Linked DNA regions of Mus musculus: region 2 is linked to region 1. The links are chromatin contacts, called in public promoter capture Hi-C maps. All regions are on one chromosome and are shown on one strand. Each heading gives the region's core, a stretch centred on a gene start, on an enhancer-like site or on the middle of the called end of the contact. The rest is flanking DNA. Distances are from core to core; before and after follow the strand shown.

Evidence for each region. Capture Hi-C pulls out chosen DNA fragments and counts their contacts.
Region 2: a promoter capture Hi-C map of adipose tissue shows a contact between it and region 1. The contact joins two enhancer-like sites. A contact is called at or near these places in 1 of 115 datasets of contacts at active chromatin or transcription factors (microglia) and 1 of 9 other capture datasets (adipose tissue).

Annotation. Positions count from the first base shown.
Region 1 is chr2:4,470,499-4,478,429 of GRCm38.p6, forward strand. It overlaps Frmd4a (FERM domain containing 4A), which reads left to right. Exons shown (of 23, transcript NM_172475.3): 3 at 2,623-2,717. Gm39751 (a long non-coding RNA gene) reads right to left here. Exons shown (of 5, transcript XR_865941.3): 4 at 5,325-5,412; 5 at 1-2,883. Among named protein-coding and RNA genes, the nearest start is that of Gm39751, 39 kb to the right of the region's middle. Within about 2 kb of position 4,208, at least 31 of the 459 cell types and tissues checked have an H3K27ac peak or open chromatin away from gene starts, as enhancers often do. A contact at or near this core is called in adipose tissue, where this site is marked.
Region 2 is chr2:4,917,921-4,925,851 of GRCm38.p6, forward strand. It overlaps Phyh (phytanoyl-CoA hydroxylase), which reads left to right and starts at 1,076. Exons shown (of 9, transcript NM_010726.2): 1 at 1,076-1,224; 2 at 4,908-4,966; 3 at 7,678-7,788. The coding sequence starts at 1,150. Within about 2 kb of position 4,676, at least 36 of the 459 cell types and tissues checked have an H3K27ac peak or open chromatin away from gene starts, as enhancers often do. A contact at or near this core is called in adipose tissue, where this site is marked.

The DNA.
Region 1 (7,931 bases), core at 2,958-5,457:
ATGGATGCTCACAGTCATCCGTTGGATGGAGCACAAGGTCCCCAATGAAGGAGCCAGAGAAATACCCAGGGAGATGAAGGGGTCTGAAGCCCCATAGAAGGAACATCAATATGAACTAACCAGTATCCCCGAGCTCCTTGAAACTATACCACCAATCAAAGAAAACACATGGTGGAACTTGTGGCACTAGCTATACATGTAACAGAGGATGGCCTAGTTGGTCATCAATGGGAGGAGAGCCCCTTGGTCCTGTGAAGGCTCTATGCCCCAGTATAGGGGAATGCCAGGACCAGGAATGGGAGTGGGTGGGTTGGGGAGTAGGGAAGTAGAGAGGTGATAGGGGATTTTCGGAGGGGAAACTAGGAACGGGGATAACATTTGAAATGTAAATAAAGAAAATATCTAATAAAAATTTTTTTTAAAAAGATATGCTCTTGCTGTGAAACTCAAGCTAGCCTTGAATCCCCCATTCCTCCTTACTGTAGCCTCCTAAGTGTTGGGGTTACAGGTGTGTAACCCAGTGCCCAGCTCAAAATACTTCCAGAAACAGCAAGCATCACAGATACACTGTGGCCACTTTGAAAGATATGGCAGTCATTCTGATGGATAAGTGATGATCCACTGTGTTATAAAAGCAGTGAACTTGCTGTGTCACCACAACCCATAAATTAACTCAGCCCAACATCTTCTGGAAGGAATGGCAGCATTTATAGTCAAGCACATCCCACAACACGTTCTTAAGCTTGGGAACTCAAATCTTGCAGCATCTTTCATAATTCATTTGTAAAACTCTGAGATGAGCCACATGCATCCCTCCACAATCCCAGTGTAGACTTCTTCCTATCAAGGAAGAAAGAATTGACGTCCAATCTTGGGTGTTCTATTGGTTTAGACTCAGATTGTAGCATGCACCAGGAAGCAGAGAGCACTGGATGCAGTTGGTGTGTCAAGGTGGGGTTTTGTGGGGAGCCGCCCTCACATTCGCCGTTGCAAGATGGCGCTGACATCCTGTGTTCTAAGTGGTAAACAAATAATCTGCGCATGTGCCAAGGGTAGTTCTCCACCCCATGTGCTCTGCCTTCCCTGTGATGACAACTCGGCCGATGGGCTGCAGCCAATCAGGGAGTGACACGTCCTAGGCGGAGGATAATTCTCCTTAAAAGGGACGGGGTTTCGCCATTCTTGCTCTTGCTCTTGCTCTTGCTCTATTGCGCTCTGGCTCCTAAAGATGTAAGCAATAGAGCTCTTGCTCTTGCTCTCTTGCTCTCTGGCTCCTGAAGATGTAAGCAATAAAGCTTTGCCGCAGAAGATTCCGGTTTGTTGCGTCTTTCCTGGCCGGTCCCGAACGTGTGTAAGAGGGTTTCCCATTGGTCTCTCATTTCCAGGGAAGGAAGTGTTACTGTCACTTCAACCCCATGGGGTTCTAAGTGGTTTTCACTTCTGAGCTGCTGCTCACTGATAGAAGAGGAGGCAGAAACAACTGCCTGATCCCTGGGCCTGTGTCTGCCCTGCACAATGGACAATCTCACAGGATTATGAGGTTAAACAATGTGTAAAAAGTGCTTAGCACAGTGCCTACCACACAGCGAGGACAGCTCCTGACCCATCAGGCAGGTCAGTGTAGGGATGTTAGACTTGACAATAGTACAAATGCAGTCTTTGTTCAGTAAAAATCGTGCTTTGAATTTTGTATCTGGATGGTTTCTCTGGGTCAGGCTGTGTGCTACAATCTCTAAGGATGCCAAGAGCCAGAGCCCAATGTGATCACCAGGCAGAAGCAGCCACACTGGGGAGGGTGTGTTTAACCTTTCAATGTAGCTCATGATCTTAAGTAAGTTTGCCATTTTGTCATGGGCTGCATTCAGGGTACCCTTGAGCTCATACCTGTAGCCATGTGTTGCTAAACTCTGGTATTCATATTCAATAAATTTGGGCTTAACATTTTCCAATTACACTGGGTAGATCAGAAAGTAACCTTATTCCAAGAATAGGAAGGGGTCTGCCTGTGTTTGCTAAATAGACCAAGAACTCTTCCTGTCAGAGCAGTATAAGGTAGGGAAGGAAAGACACCAGGCTGGACAGACCCACTAAAGAGCAAAAATGTCATTTGTTGACAGAACCAATCTTACTGAGCCTCCAGTTGCTGCCAAGACTTCCCACTTGGCTGTTTTATACAGCAGCATCCTAATGGTCTGTTTCTTTTGGTCTTTCTCCTTCTCTATTCTCTCTCTTCCTCCCTCACTCTTGGCTTCATCTCTCTGTGTACCTCATGTAGCCCAGGATAGCCTCAAACTTGCTATGCAGCAGAAGATAATCATGAACTCCTGCTCCTCCTGCCTCTATTTCTCGTGGAACCCCATGAAGTACTCATGCACCATGACAACCAGTTTTATGCTGCTTGGATGATTAAACACAGGGCTTTGTGCGTGCCAGGCAAGAACCTTCCTTCCAACTGAACCACATCCAAGCCTCTCTTTGGATTTTACAAAAGTCATTTGTGTTTCTGCAGTGTGCCTGAGTTCTCAGGCATTTCACTGAGAACATGCTAGAGACCCAAGATGATGACGTGACTTAGCAAAAGTCTCTCGTGAGTTAATCTTCCCTTCTGTGTTCTTCTTCCAGCCCAAGCTTTTGGCCAAGGAGCTTCTTGACCTCGTGGCCTCTCATTTCAACCTGAAGGAGAAGGAGTACTTTGGAATAGCATTCACAGATGAGACGTAAGTGCTGTCCAGAGCCCACAGACCCCAAACAAAAGAGCAGGATGTCAAATTACCCTCTCTCTGCTGTGCACAGCAAAATCAGGCTGCAGGCCACTTGGGTCCCATGGGGGCTACAGGGTCAGTCCAAGTTCACCATCTGAATTTCAAAAGCCGGTGATCATGCCTGGAGTGGCCAAAGGATATAATTAGATAGATGCTAATATTATGAAATTATTAGGTAATGTTCTTTAACCAAGCAGATTTGTGTTCAGATGAATGTCTAAAATGTTTATTTTTTTTAAAGAGTAGATCTGTGTGGGTTTAGTCTTTATTAAGGTTAAATGAAAACTTCTGGAAAGTAAATGTTGCTCTCCAGTGTTGAAGTAACAATAACAGGAAGTGGACTTGATGATAAATTCAGAGTGAGAGATGATCTGGGCGAGTTCACACTCTAAGCTGAAATAGAAGACAGCATCAGAGTTCCTATCGCCCATCTGAGGTGAAATGTTTGTTTTCAGCAACCTTCCAGTTTGCTGGGTACCATCATGTTATATAATAAAGGAAGGCATAGGCTCCATGGATGATGTTTCAATCTCTTACTATACTGTTACCAAAGAGTTCAGTGAAGATTGGCCCAAATTCTTAGATAAGGATATCTAAGCTAAGGACTGGGGGTGCAGTGAGGGGTGAAGCACTTCCCTAGGCATGTGTGGTCCTTGGTTCCACTGTAACTGGATGACAAATGTCTAAGAGATGTCAGTAGTTCCTCCACACAAAGAACTAAAATGAGTGGGGCCAGGCTGGAAGTCTATTAACCAGATGCCAGCTTGGGTCTTTACAGGACTCCTGCATCTTCGCCTTTCCCCTACTGGATATGCCTAGACACCTGCCCCCACAGCTTCCCACAGTTCCTCCTCTCAGTGTTTTCTGGGAACAAGAACTAACCATCTCTGAGAGCCTGCTCGTACTTTCCCTGTCTGCCCACGTTCTTCACACTCTGCTTCCCCCCCTCCCCCCCCCCCCCCCCGCACCAGGAAACAAAACAAAACAATAACCTCCTTTAGACAGATGTTCCCGAAATCTCCTCTGTCTGTATCTATGCCCGCACACCCCTGTGCATGCTCAAATGCCCAGGTGAGGTTACTGGCTGGCAAGGCCAGTACAGTCAAGCCCAGCCCCCAGGAATGAGGTGGGGCCATTGAGGTAGGATGGAAGCAAGAATAGGCAGCTTCTGTGTTGGTCAGTAGGAAAGCCACCTTAGGCGACCTTGGCTATGGTTGATCTTGGAGATCTGTGAGTTTGCAAGATGTCCACACGTAAGCCTGGGGCTCTGACTTCAATCCCCAGAATTTAAGTTTAAAAATAAAAGCCAAATTTGGTCCATGACACATGTAATCCCAACATAGGGAAGTGTATTAGAAATTCCAGCCAGCAAAGAATCAGCCATGAGCTCAGACAGGAAAGCTGTTCTTTGTTTAGGAGTGGGCAGGAGCCCAGGCTAATGCTCTGGGAAGGCCTGGCAGTCCTCCACAATTTCTTACAACTTTTACAGCTCAGCTGAGCTCAGGTGACAGTGTGGCCACCAGAGGACAGTCTCTGAGTCCCATGCCTACCAAAAGGAATTTCTGTCAAGCTAGGCATGTGCACAGAAACAAATTGCAGACATGAACATTTTACAGGTAGACATTTTGAAGCTAGCATTAAAAGCATACAAACATTTGAAATGACAATAAAAAAGTATCCTGTTTTGTTAGGCACAGTGAGTGGCACAGGGCTAACAAAGTCTCAGGGCTTTAATCTCAGGGGGCAGCAGTGGGAGGATCCTACAGCGTTCCAGGACAGCCCAGCTACCTAGAGAGACCCTGTCTCAAAAACAAAAACAAACACATAAAACCTAACAGCAATAATGATTTCTTAGCAAACAGGATCTGCTGTAGAACCTTACGGTACTCTGGCAAGTTTTTGCCTTCCCTGGATACAGAATGTGAACAGGTTGGCAGAAGCCAGCATACTTAAATAAAATTTTAACTCATTTTAATTCTGCACACTCCTTTTTAGACAAAGATTTGCAGTAGTCTATCATAGAATAAAGTACTGATTTGATTTTCTTAGGCTGTATCTATAAGCCTACAAAATATATGTTCATATCACCTCCTCAGAGACAAACTGACCTCTTGGGCTCACTGTCTCTCCAACTTAACCTGTTTGGCAGTGAGAAACCTTAGCTCAAGAAATATGGTTGGGGACTGGAGAAGTAGCTCAGCAGTTAAGAGTGTTTGCTGTTCTTCCAAAGGAACTAAGCTTGGTTCCCAGCACCCACAGAGGGGGACTGACAACCATCAGTAACTGCAGCTGGCCTCAGATGGGGATGATCTGGCCTCTACAGACACCCACACATACATGCACATGAAAGTAATAAATAAAGATATCAAACTTTCCAAAAGAAAGAAGAAAGGTGAGCAGTGACTGAGTAACAAAACAACAAAACCCAAGCTATCCTGACTCCCACATGCACACACACACATGCACACCTGTACACACACATGTGCACCTCACATAAAAGTGACTTTTGGAGCAGTGGTGTGGACAGAAGCAGAGGCAAGGGCAAAGCCCGAGCTTACTTACAAAAGGAGTAGGGTCAGTCCTGGGGCTGCAGCCCATAGGGCACCGAGGTAGAAGGCAGTCTTGCTGGTCTTCTCTGGTCTAGACGGACCTGCACCAGCAGACCAGGAGAGATGCAGGCAGGTAATAAAGAAGAAATGCTTTAAATAGCACATGTGTAGAAAGAAAAACTGACTTTCATGAACACAAGCATTCTCTCCCGTCCCTGCTGAGAATCCCCAGAAGCATGATCCCCTAATTACTCTCCATGCCGCCACTGATTGGAAGGAAACTGTAAGTCTCAACTAATCACAGCCCCATTGTTCCCATTTCCCAAGTTAGTTTATTCCATTCAAGAAGACTATGAACTCTGGACAGTCCCAGTTAGACTTCCCGGAGTCAACAGGAGTCAAAGAACTTGCATGTTATCTTAGGCCAGAGAGGAAGAAGCCTATATGCTGAGGATGACAGACCACAGCCCTGAGAGCCAAGAGCAATTGATTAGACGGATGAAAAGGGGAAAGGAGGACACAAAAGCCACACCTCAGAGGCAGGAGGGGCACACCCCAGAGTCTGATGGCCATCCTATAAGCCTTTGTGGGAGCTGAGCTCTCTGGAGTCTCTGCTGGCCTGAGAGCCTGCCTGCCTGGGTGTCTGTGCATTCATTCATGTAACGCACATGTACAGAAGGCCCTCTTGAGAGGAGCATCGTGCTCCCCATAGCAGGAACTCCCAACCATCCTTCTGGCTGGTCTTGAGACTGCACAGGCCCCTAACACCTCCTCCCATATCTGAGTGTGAGGCCATCTCCAGCCATAGCACCAGTAGCCGGCCACCATCATGAAAAAGAGTTGGGCCACCTGTTGGTCACTGAATGCGAGCTGGCAGGTATGTCTGGTGCACTAGGGGACTTACAGCAGGTGTCAGTCCTAGAGAAAGTCAAGCCTCTGAGAGACAGGCCAACTGGACAAGGGCCAGGGTGACTTAGGGGACAGTCCTTGGTGGCCTGATAATACCTGGGCCTACATACATCTCTGGGCCTCTCTGGTAATCGGAACATTTCTCCTTTCCATTTTAAGAAAGGGAAGCACTAAGGTCGCCCCTTGGACTTGTGCCTGGTGGTGCTCTGGGTCTGTGATTCCTAGGTCCAGAAGCATGAGCTTGGCTTTTGCTCTGCTTCTCCATGCCAAGAAGTGCTAACACGACAGTCCCCTGCATGTGTGTGTGTGTGTGTGTGTGTGTGTGTATACGCACAAGTACACACATGCAGCTGCTGATAATCAAACCCAGGACCTCAAGTATCATAACCACAGAGCCACATCCTCATCTCAAAAGGAAACATTTTAATAACTGTGTTCAAATTGAGTAAGTATGTTCCCAAGGTGTTTTTGTTCACATGAGTGTGCACCCACTATACTCTGTTTTACCCACACACAGACACACGTGCATTTGTACTAGCACGCACACACACACACACATCAAAAATGTCTAAATTTTAAAGCACTATTTAAAGATCAAATTTCTCCCAGGGCCTATGCTTCAGAAAGTCTCTAGGTTGTCCAAACTGCCCTCCTTTGCCCAGTCTATCACAAATGGGAACAGTGAAAGATGAATGCCCTCCTTATTTGGACAGAGTGAGTGCAAGTTGAAAGTGACTAAGTGCAATTGAATCCTAAAGGAAATTCCGTGGGACCTGGTGACATTTGAGTAGAGCCTATGGCTTAGGTCATCCAGCAGTGGCCTTGCATCATGGCTCTGCTGAGTTCTCCAGAGTTTGCCAGATGCTGCCGAGGGAAGCTGGGCGGCGGGTGAAGGGAGGCTGTGAGATCTTTGCAGCTCTTCTATAATTATTTCCAAATTAAAAGCCTCAAAACAAAGTAACAACGGAGAAGGAAGAAGTGGGATCAACACTGCAGACTGGTTACGAGCAGCATTCAGTATTCTCAGTCCTGAAGTTTTACACTGTGGGCTGTGGTACTTTATAAATAAATACCAATTATTGGGGGAATAGAGAAGCTTCCAATACCCCACCCCCTTTCTCTGAGGGTTCCATCTAGGCCCCACAAAACGTCATTGCCAGAATTCACACTGACAGGATGGCGGACAACCTATAACCTGAGAGCCCCACATTTTGCTGGATCCCCCTGCTGCCCAGGAAGGGCCGATGCCGACCCTTGAACTTGTCCCCGAGTGCGTGACCTGATCTGTTGGTGATTCCTGTGTCCACAAACACTAGCCAGCTTTCCTCTGCCTTTCCATACCCCACACTTACAGAGTGGCTTGGAACTTACAGCCACTCTGCAGGTCTGAGCCCTGCCTGATTTGAACTGAAAATAGGCAGGTTAACATGTGCTACCACAAGCTGCCACAGACCAATGACAACATTAGTGTGTGTGTGTGTGTGTGTGTGTGTGTGTGTGTGTGTGTGTGTGTATGTGTGTGTGTGTGTGTGTGTTTGCCTGCATTTGTATATGTGCAGCACATGCATGCTGTATCCACAGAGGTCAGAAGAGAGGGTATCGACTCTCCTAGAATAGCGGCTCTCAACCTGCAGGTCCTGACCCCTTTGGGGTCACATATCAGATATTTACATTACGATTCATTACAGTAGTAAATTACAATTATGAAGTA
Region 2 (7,931 bases), core at 3,426-5,925, 450 kb after region 1:
CCTAAAGGTCAAGGCACAAAGGGCAAATCTCTGCAACCTGAAAACAGGAAGTAGCCAGCTGGTTACTTGCTTGTCTCTCCTGGACTATGGCACTGTCACCAAATTATCTAATGAAAGCATTTAAGAAACAATAACATGTTTATGGAGTAACTAGAAGCAATCTAGAAGTAACTCTCTTAAGAGACCGAGAGACAAAGAGATTGAGATTATGTGTAGTGGTTGAATTTCAAAGACTTTAGGAAAACAGTTTTGTTTTGTTTTGGGTTTGGTTTGGTTTGGTTTGGTTTGCTTTTTCGAGACAGGGTTTCTCTGTGTAGCCCTGGTGGTCCAGGAACTCACTTTGTAGACCAGGCTGGCCTCGAACTCAGAAATCCCCCTGCCTCCGCCTCCCAAGTGCTGGGATTAAAGAAAACAGTTTTTAGCTACATAAGAAATTTTACATGTTATACTGGCTGGTGAGATACACAGTGGTTAAGGGAGCTTGCTGAACAAACCTGACCATCAGAGTTCGATCCCCAAAACTCAGGTGGTGGAAAGAGACTCAACTTCCCTGAAGATTATTTCTCTGATCTCCACAAACAAGGATGCAAACATACATACATACATACACACACACACACACACACACACACACACACACACCACACCCCATCACCACTACCACCACCACACACAAAAATGTAATGTAAGTTATCCTAGACCGTGTGGATCGCTCTTCTTAAAAACTAACAGCCAAACTTTCTAATATTTTAGGATGAATTCACGCTAAATTTAATGTCTCTTCTGAATAACACAGATGATTTTAATTTTTAGTGGGAGAACTAGTCACATAGATTAGTTGTTCATAGATTAAAACTACCAAGTTAAAAGGGTGGCTCAGATCCCTAACGGCCTCGGGCTGCTCGGCTTGCATCACCCCAGTCGCAAAATTTCGGACCTTGCAGATTAGAACAAAGACACAGCGGCGGGGAGCAAGGACTCCAGACAGCCTAGGCTCGCTCCCTCATCCCCAGCTCCCCAACCCCCAGCCTGGGGGAGGTGGCGCTGTGTCCTGCCCTTGGACAGAACTCCACCCTCTACTAGGAGGCGGGGCCTTGCCGTAAGTTAAGTGTGACCTGGGCGCAGCAGTTTCGTCTGCTGGCCCCCACCATGAATCTTACGCGCGCCGGCGCCCGGCTGCAGGTCCTTCTGGGACACCTCGGCCGACCCTCGGCCCCAACGATTGTATCCTTTGGGCTGTGGAAGGGCTCACAGGCTCGAAGGAGCCTCTCCGCCCTGGTGGTGGCTTCAAGGACATAAGAGAGCCTCTGCGCCGCCATCTCTTCCCTGTCTCCATCCCTAGGGTTCCCGGGTGGAGGCTGCATCCCCAGAGAGCCCTCGTCTTCTGGAAGGGCTCTCTGGTGGGACTTCTCTAGGCAGCATTTTGAGCCTTCAAGAAACCGTGGTTTCTTGCTGGTGTAAAGCGGGAAGCATAAAGCGAAAGGTGACGACGTCATCACAAAGAGGCTTGCCATTTTTTGAGTTGACTTCTGCATCCAGAAACACCAAGGACAGTTGCCCACAGGTGCTTGCCTGTGACCAAGGCCGGCAGAGGCAGGGATTCTCAGAGGTCAGGAGGAGGCGCCAGTCGCCAAAAAGAGAAGGCTCAGGACCCTGTCCAGCAGGTAGCTAGCTGCCCATCTCCACCTGCCCTCTGTCTGTCACCATCCCACTAGCTGTGTAAGCTCCCACTCCAGGGGCCAGGTGTCCCCAGTCTCCTGAGGACTGAACTGGTTCCCGGAAAGCGACTTCAGAAGCGAGTGCCTGGTGATAAATGCTTGTGATCCCCCTGGGAGGTGCAGGTGCAGACTCGAGGGTTGGTTGGTTGGTTGGTTGGTTGGTTGGTTGGTTGGTTGGTTGGTTGGTTTTTCGAGACAGGGTTTCTCTGTATAGCCCTGGCTGTCCTGGAACTCACTTTGTAGACCAGGCTGGCCTCGAACTCAGAAATCCGCCTGCCTCTGCCTCCCAAGTGCTGGGATTAAAGGTTCGTGCCACCACCGTCCGTCCGGCAGACTTGAGGATCTTAATGGCCAGCCATCCTGGCCAAAAGTGACAGACGGTCTAAAAAGCAAAACAAAACACTAAACCAAGGCTTGGAAGCAGTTATGCACACGAACACGTGTGTGTACACACACATCACACACAAACACATACATGCATACACTCAGACTCTTGGGGGATGGGAGGAAGCATCAAACTGTTGGCCCCTCGCCCTAGAAATTGCTAAAAATGAATGGTTTAGGGTTTTCAGTGCCTGCCACCTCCGAGGCTGATCATAATAGTTGTTTATTTGGCCTTCCCTGTTATTCTGCCTGTGGGGCTTTTGGTTTATAAGCAGCGGTGTGCCAGGCTTACCTCAAGCTTAAACTCTACAGGCTAATAATGTAACTTCATTTTACACTGAGAAACTAATGGGGAAAGACCCTGATTAGTGTGTATTGGACTAAAGCAGTGGTTAGACCTGCAGGCCATGTAGGGATGGAATATCACAGTCTGGTTTTTTCTTGGCAGTTGGATGTTTGCTACATTTTGAGAACCTTGGATATACTGGTACTAGATGTATTTGGACTGAAATTGATGCAGTCTCTTCACTACTCTTTGGATCTTATTGGTTGCTTGATTTTTGAGACAGAATCTTATCACGCATCTCTGGCGAGCTGGAATTTGCTATTATAGACTGGATTGGCTTAGAACTCACAGAGACCACCACCTCTGCCTCTTAAGTGCTGGGATTAAAGTATACACTTTTTTTGTTTTGTTTTGTTTTTCGAGACAGGGTTTCTCTGTGTAGCCCTGGCTGTCCTGGAACTCACTCTGTAGACCAGGCTGGCCTCGAACTGAGAAATTCACCTGCCTCTGCCTCCGGAGTGCTGGGATTAAAGGCGTGCGCCACCACGCCCGGCAAAGTATACACTTTTAACTTGAATCATTTTTCAATTTAAATGGCCAGATGTAGCTAGCAGCTAGTATTGGATATTAGATAGTGCTGACCAAGAGCCATAGGGAATATATTATGTAAGTAGAGTTCTAGAAATTGAGGCCGTATCTCCTCAGCCTTAATTTGCTTCTAAGCAGTGTGGATGCTGGGCAGTGGTGGCACACGCCTTTAATCCCAGAATCTGGGAGGCAGAGGCAGGCGGATTGGATTTCTGAGTTCAAGGCCAGCCTGGTCTGCAAAGTAAGTGAGTTCTAGGACGACCAGGGCTACACAGAGAAACCCTGTCCAAAAAAAAAAAAAAGCAGTGTGGATTAGGGAACAAGGAATGTTTTGTATTTGCATAATTGGGGTCATCCTGGGTCACAGCTTCTGCGTCTCTTTTCACTTTACCCCACCCACACCCCCATCTCTGTCATATATTTCAATATCATTTAACATTTCTCCCACATCATCAAAGTCCAAGAAACAGTGGAGAAGGGCCGAGGTGACCAGTTTGGAGCACTGAGGTCTATATGTCCTTGCGGCAATGCTATATTGGGAAAGTTGAACAAGAGTGGGAATTGTGAGGCTGGAGATGTGGCTCAGCAGTTAAGAGCAATGACTGCTCTTCACACTGGCTACTCTTTCAGAGGTGTCCTGGGTTCAAATCCCAACAACCACATGGCAGCTCACAACTGTCATCCAGCAACAAATGACCTGACACTCTCACACAGACATACATGCAGGCAAAACACCAATATGCATTAAATACGTAAATAAAAAAGTAAATAAATAATAGATAGTTGGCAATCACCTTTAATCTCAGCAGAGGCAGACAGTCTCTGTGAGTTCAAGATCAGCCTGGTCTACATATCAAGTTCCCAGTCAGCCAGGGCTACGTAGTGGGATTCTGACAAAAAAAAACAAAAAACAAAAAAAAAAAAAACCAAAAAAACAAAGGACAAAACAAAACAACAAAAAACAGAAGAGAAAGAAAGCAAGAAAAACAATAAACCGCATATGGTGGTGCCTGTCTATAATTTCACCTGGCAGGAAGTAAGTGGGGGGCAGGAGGATCAGTTCAAGATCATACGTGGCTACATTATTAAGCTCAAGGCTAGCTCATGTAGCATGTTCTCTGTCTCTAAAAGTCATAAAGCCTTAATTAATTAATTAATCAATTAATCAATTAATTAATTAAAAGCAATCCAGGCCTGACAATGCACACCTGTAACCCCAGCACTTGGAAGATGAAGGCAGAAGAAACTGAGATCAGATGGGCTATAAAACACCCAGGCCCTACCTTAGGTGCACAGTGAGATCCTGTTTCAATAAATGAGTGAACACGAGTAGATGGCAAGTTCATGTGAAGTGACATTGTGGGTCTCTTGGTGGGTTTGAGACCCACAGGCTTTCACTGTGTGGCCCTGACTGGCCTGAAACCCACTCTGTAGACCAAGCTGATGAAACTCAACCCCCCCCCCCTTTGCCTCCCAAGTGCTGGGTTCCACCCACACCTGTGTGGAACTGACACTCCAAAAGCAGCAACACACGGTCTACAGAGTGAGGTCCAGGACAGCCAGGGCTACACAGAGAAACCCTGTCTCGGAAAAACCAAAAAAAGAAAAAAGATAACAGAAAAGGGCTGTTCCTAACCCGTAGTTACTGAGTGACGGTTCAGTGTTTACTTCACTGGTGTGGCTTGGACTTTTTGTGCCCTAATGACGTCCAAGCTCCTTCCAGTTTAGCCTGCAGTCACACGAGGCCCAAGCTGTGCTCTCCCTTCTAAAGCGTGACCTTTGGTATCTTATTTGCTCAGTAGCTTAGCACAAGGAAACCCTGGGACTGGGGCTGACTGGAGCTACAGGTATAATCTGGGGGATTTGTGGCTGGTGTTTGGCAAAAAGGTTGTCTCCTGCCTTCTTCTTTCTTTTCCTTAATTCTCCCCTAGGTAGCCCAGCCTGTATCAGGGTTGGCTTCCCCTGCCAGTTTCCAGCCTGAACAATTCCAGTAAGTAGATCTCATTTTTGCCTGTTACTTCACTGTGTATGTGTTCTGACTAGTGTGTTACAGCAGCCTGACACAAGAGTTAATCATCTAAGAATCTGGATTGAGAAATGCCTCTATAAAATTGGGCTGTCGGCAATCTGGTGGATTTCTTAATTAGTGATTAATGGAGGAGGGTCCAGCAGCCCATTGTGGGTGGGGCCATCTCTGGGCTGGTAGTCTTGAGTTCTATAAGAGAGCAGGCTGAGAAAGCCATGGGGAGCAAGCCAGTAAGCAGCACCTCTCTATAGCCTCTGCATCAGCTCCTGCCTCCAGGTTCCTACCCTGTTTGAGTTTCTGCCCTGAGCTCCTTCAATAATGAACAGTGATGTGGAAGTGTAAGCCAAATAAACCCTTTCCTCCCCAAGTCACTTTTGGTCATGGTGTTTCAGCTCAGCAATATTGACCTTAACTGAGACAGCTTGTAAAAGTTTTTCTAGTAGTAGCTGGGATAGAATGTCCACTGTACAACCAGGTAACATAACATGCAGCAAGCTACCCAACTAGAATCCATGTAGAACACACTTTGCTTCCAGAAAATGGTCTACCAGTACTGCTTTGGGGAACTATGGAGAACCTAAGTTTTCTTAACATAGCTAAGATCCAAAAAGAAGTTAAAAAAAAAGAGAAAGAGAGAGAAAGAAAATACATAATTTTACCCTTGAAAAATCCAAGCATCACATGTCACGTTACTTTACTTCTATATTGGTGTTATTGACATATTGGCTAGCATTTTGAAAGAGAGAGAGACACACAGAGACAAGAGAGTCAGAGAGATGAAGAGACACAGAAAGAAAGACACAGAGACAGAGACAGACAGACAGATACACACACACACACACACAAAACACAATGGAGAGAGATTGTGTGTAAGAAGCAAGGTCTCACCAGGTCTTGAGCTTAGGACTCTCCAGCCTCCTGAGCAGCTGAGACAACTGTAGTCCAGCACCTGACATGAGTATTGCCTTGTTTTTAAGGGGAGCACCCAACCTTCATGAATATCGTAGACAAAGCCACAGCACCAACCTTAAGGAGTGGGTGGGTTGCTTCTGAGAGTGTACTGACTAGACTACTTAAAATGTATGATTTGGGTGTGGTGTGTTCCTGGAATCCCAGACTTTGCTAAGGCAGGAGGTTCCAAGTTCAAGACTGCTACAAAGTGAGACCCTAACTTAAGAAATATTTATCTTATACATATCACATATACTTCATTGAATTGATCTTCCATTTGAAAGACAATGCTTATTTGTAGCCATCCAGTGGCTTAAGGTCGAGCAGGGTCACCTGAAAGGAGCGCTGGGAATGAAAAGGCTGTGGGCCATAGAAGAATGGAACCAAGACAGTGTTCTGGTCAAGGCTCAAAGTTTATTTCTGCAGCTCCAGCCTATAGGCACTTCAGCCATCAAAGCCTCTTGAGAAAATCCCTTTACAAACTTAACAAAGATAGGAGCTCCTCTTGGCTACACACCCTGCTCCCATGACTTTGGCTACACACTCTGCTCTCATGACTTTGGCTACACACACTACTGTCATGGCAGTTCTCTGGCTCTTCACACTGTAGAAAATTTAAAATTCAGAATTTTAAATCATTACTGAAAGGCAACCATTGTTTTAAAACAAAACTGCTTTGCAACTGCTCAGCTACAGACATTGACATGCCCTCTCTCCTTCCTCTCCCTCTGTATTTTGTTTTATATGATTTTTATCCTATTATAATAAGTATGCCCACAGTATTCTGCCCTTCATTTTTAACATCTATTGTACAGATATAATTCCTTGGTTAATATTTTTTTCAGTAATACACATTTTTGGTGACTGTACCTATGTTTTGGACTTAACACTCTAAACTTTGTCCTCACTACTTCATTAAAGCAATACACATAGAAATGTTGAGTTGAAAAGTACAAATGCAGGCAGGCTGTGGGAGTACATATCTCTGGTCCCTTTACTCAAGAAGCAGAAGCAGGCAGATCTCTGAGTTCAAGGCTAGCCTTGCCTACCTGGCAAGTTCCAGGCCAGTTAGATTTGGATAGTAAGACAGATTCTTGGTATGAAAGACCTCCGTGGGGATAACCCCACCCGAGTCAAGAGATAGCGTGCACCCAAAGAATCAAGAGAGACCATCTTGACGTAAACACACAAGGTAGTTTAATGACGGAGCTCCGGGCTACACGTATCTCACGCAGGAGACAGAGGTGTTGACCCTAAGGCTCAAAAGTTAGGGGTTTATATAGGAAAGGAGTGGGGGGATAGGGGAAATTGGCACAGTTACACACAAGTGGGCAGTTTAAACATCAGTGAGCAGTATGTGACAGTAACTCTAAATGGAGGGTGTTTATCTTGGTTGGCAGGGCATCTGGCTAAGCTCAAACCATATCAGCAGGTAGCCCATTACTCATCTGAGATTGTCCTTGCCTTTTTTTTTTTTTTTTTTTTTTTTTTATCTCAGTGGCTAGTTGGTTCCTGGGATGACTTTACAGCCTTTGTGTCCACCCGCCCGACTCTCTTATCTTTATGGCTTTAAGTCTGTAAACCTTCTGACTAGGGCCTTGAATAAACCTTCTGGCTAGGGCTTTGAAGCCTTGAATTTAGTTTTCTTTCTTTCAGGTATACTGCTAGCTTGTAATTTAAAATGGGGACTTACTTGGAGGCTCTTTTTTTTTTTTTTTCTTTAGGTATACTCTGGATAATAATGTCCTCACCCTGGAGCAGAGAAAATTTTATGAAGAAAATGGGTTTCTCGTCATTAAGAATCTGGTATCTGATGATGACATTCAACGTTTTCGGTATAATACTTCTGTTTATGATTTTACAAAAAGCTACATTATATTGCGTCTCAGCCTTTTGGCTAAGATCAAGTGCAAAAAGCTGCATTACATGAATGCAATGGTAACACAGGTTTAGACTAGCTTCTGCGTGTTCACAGTTT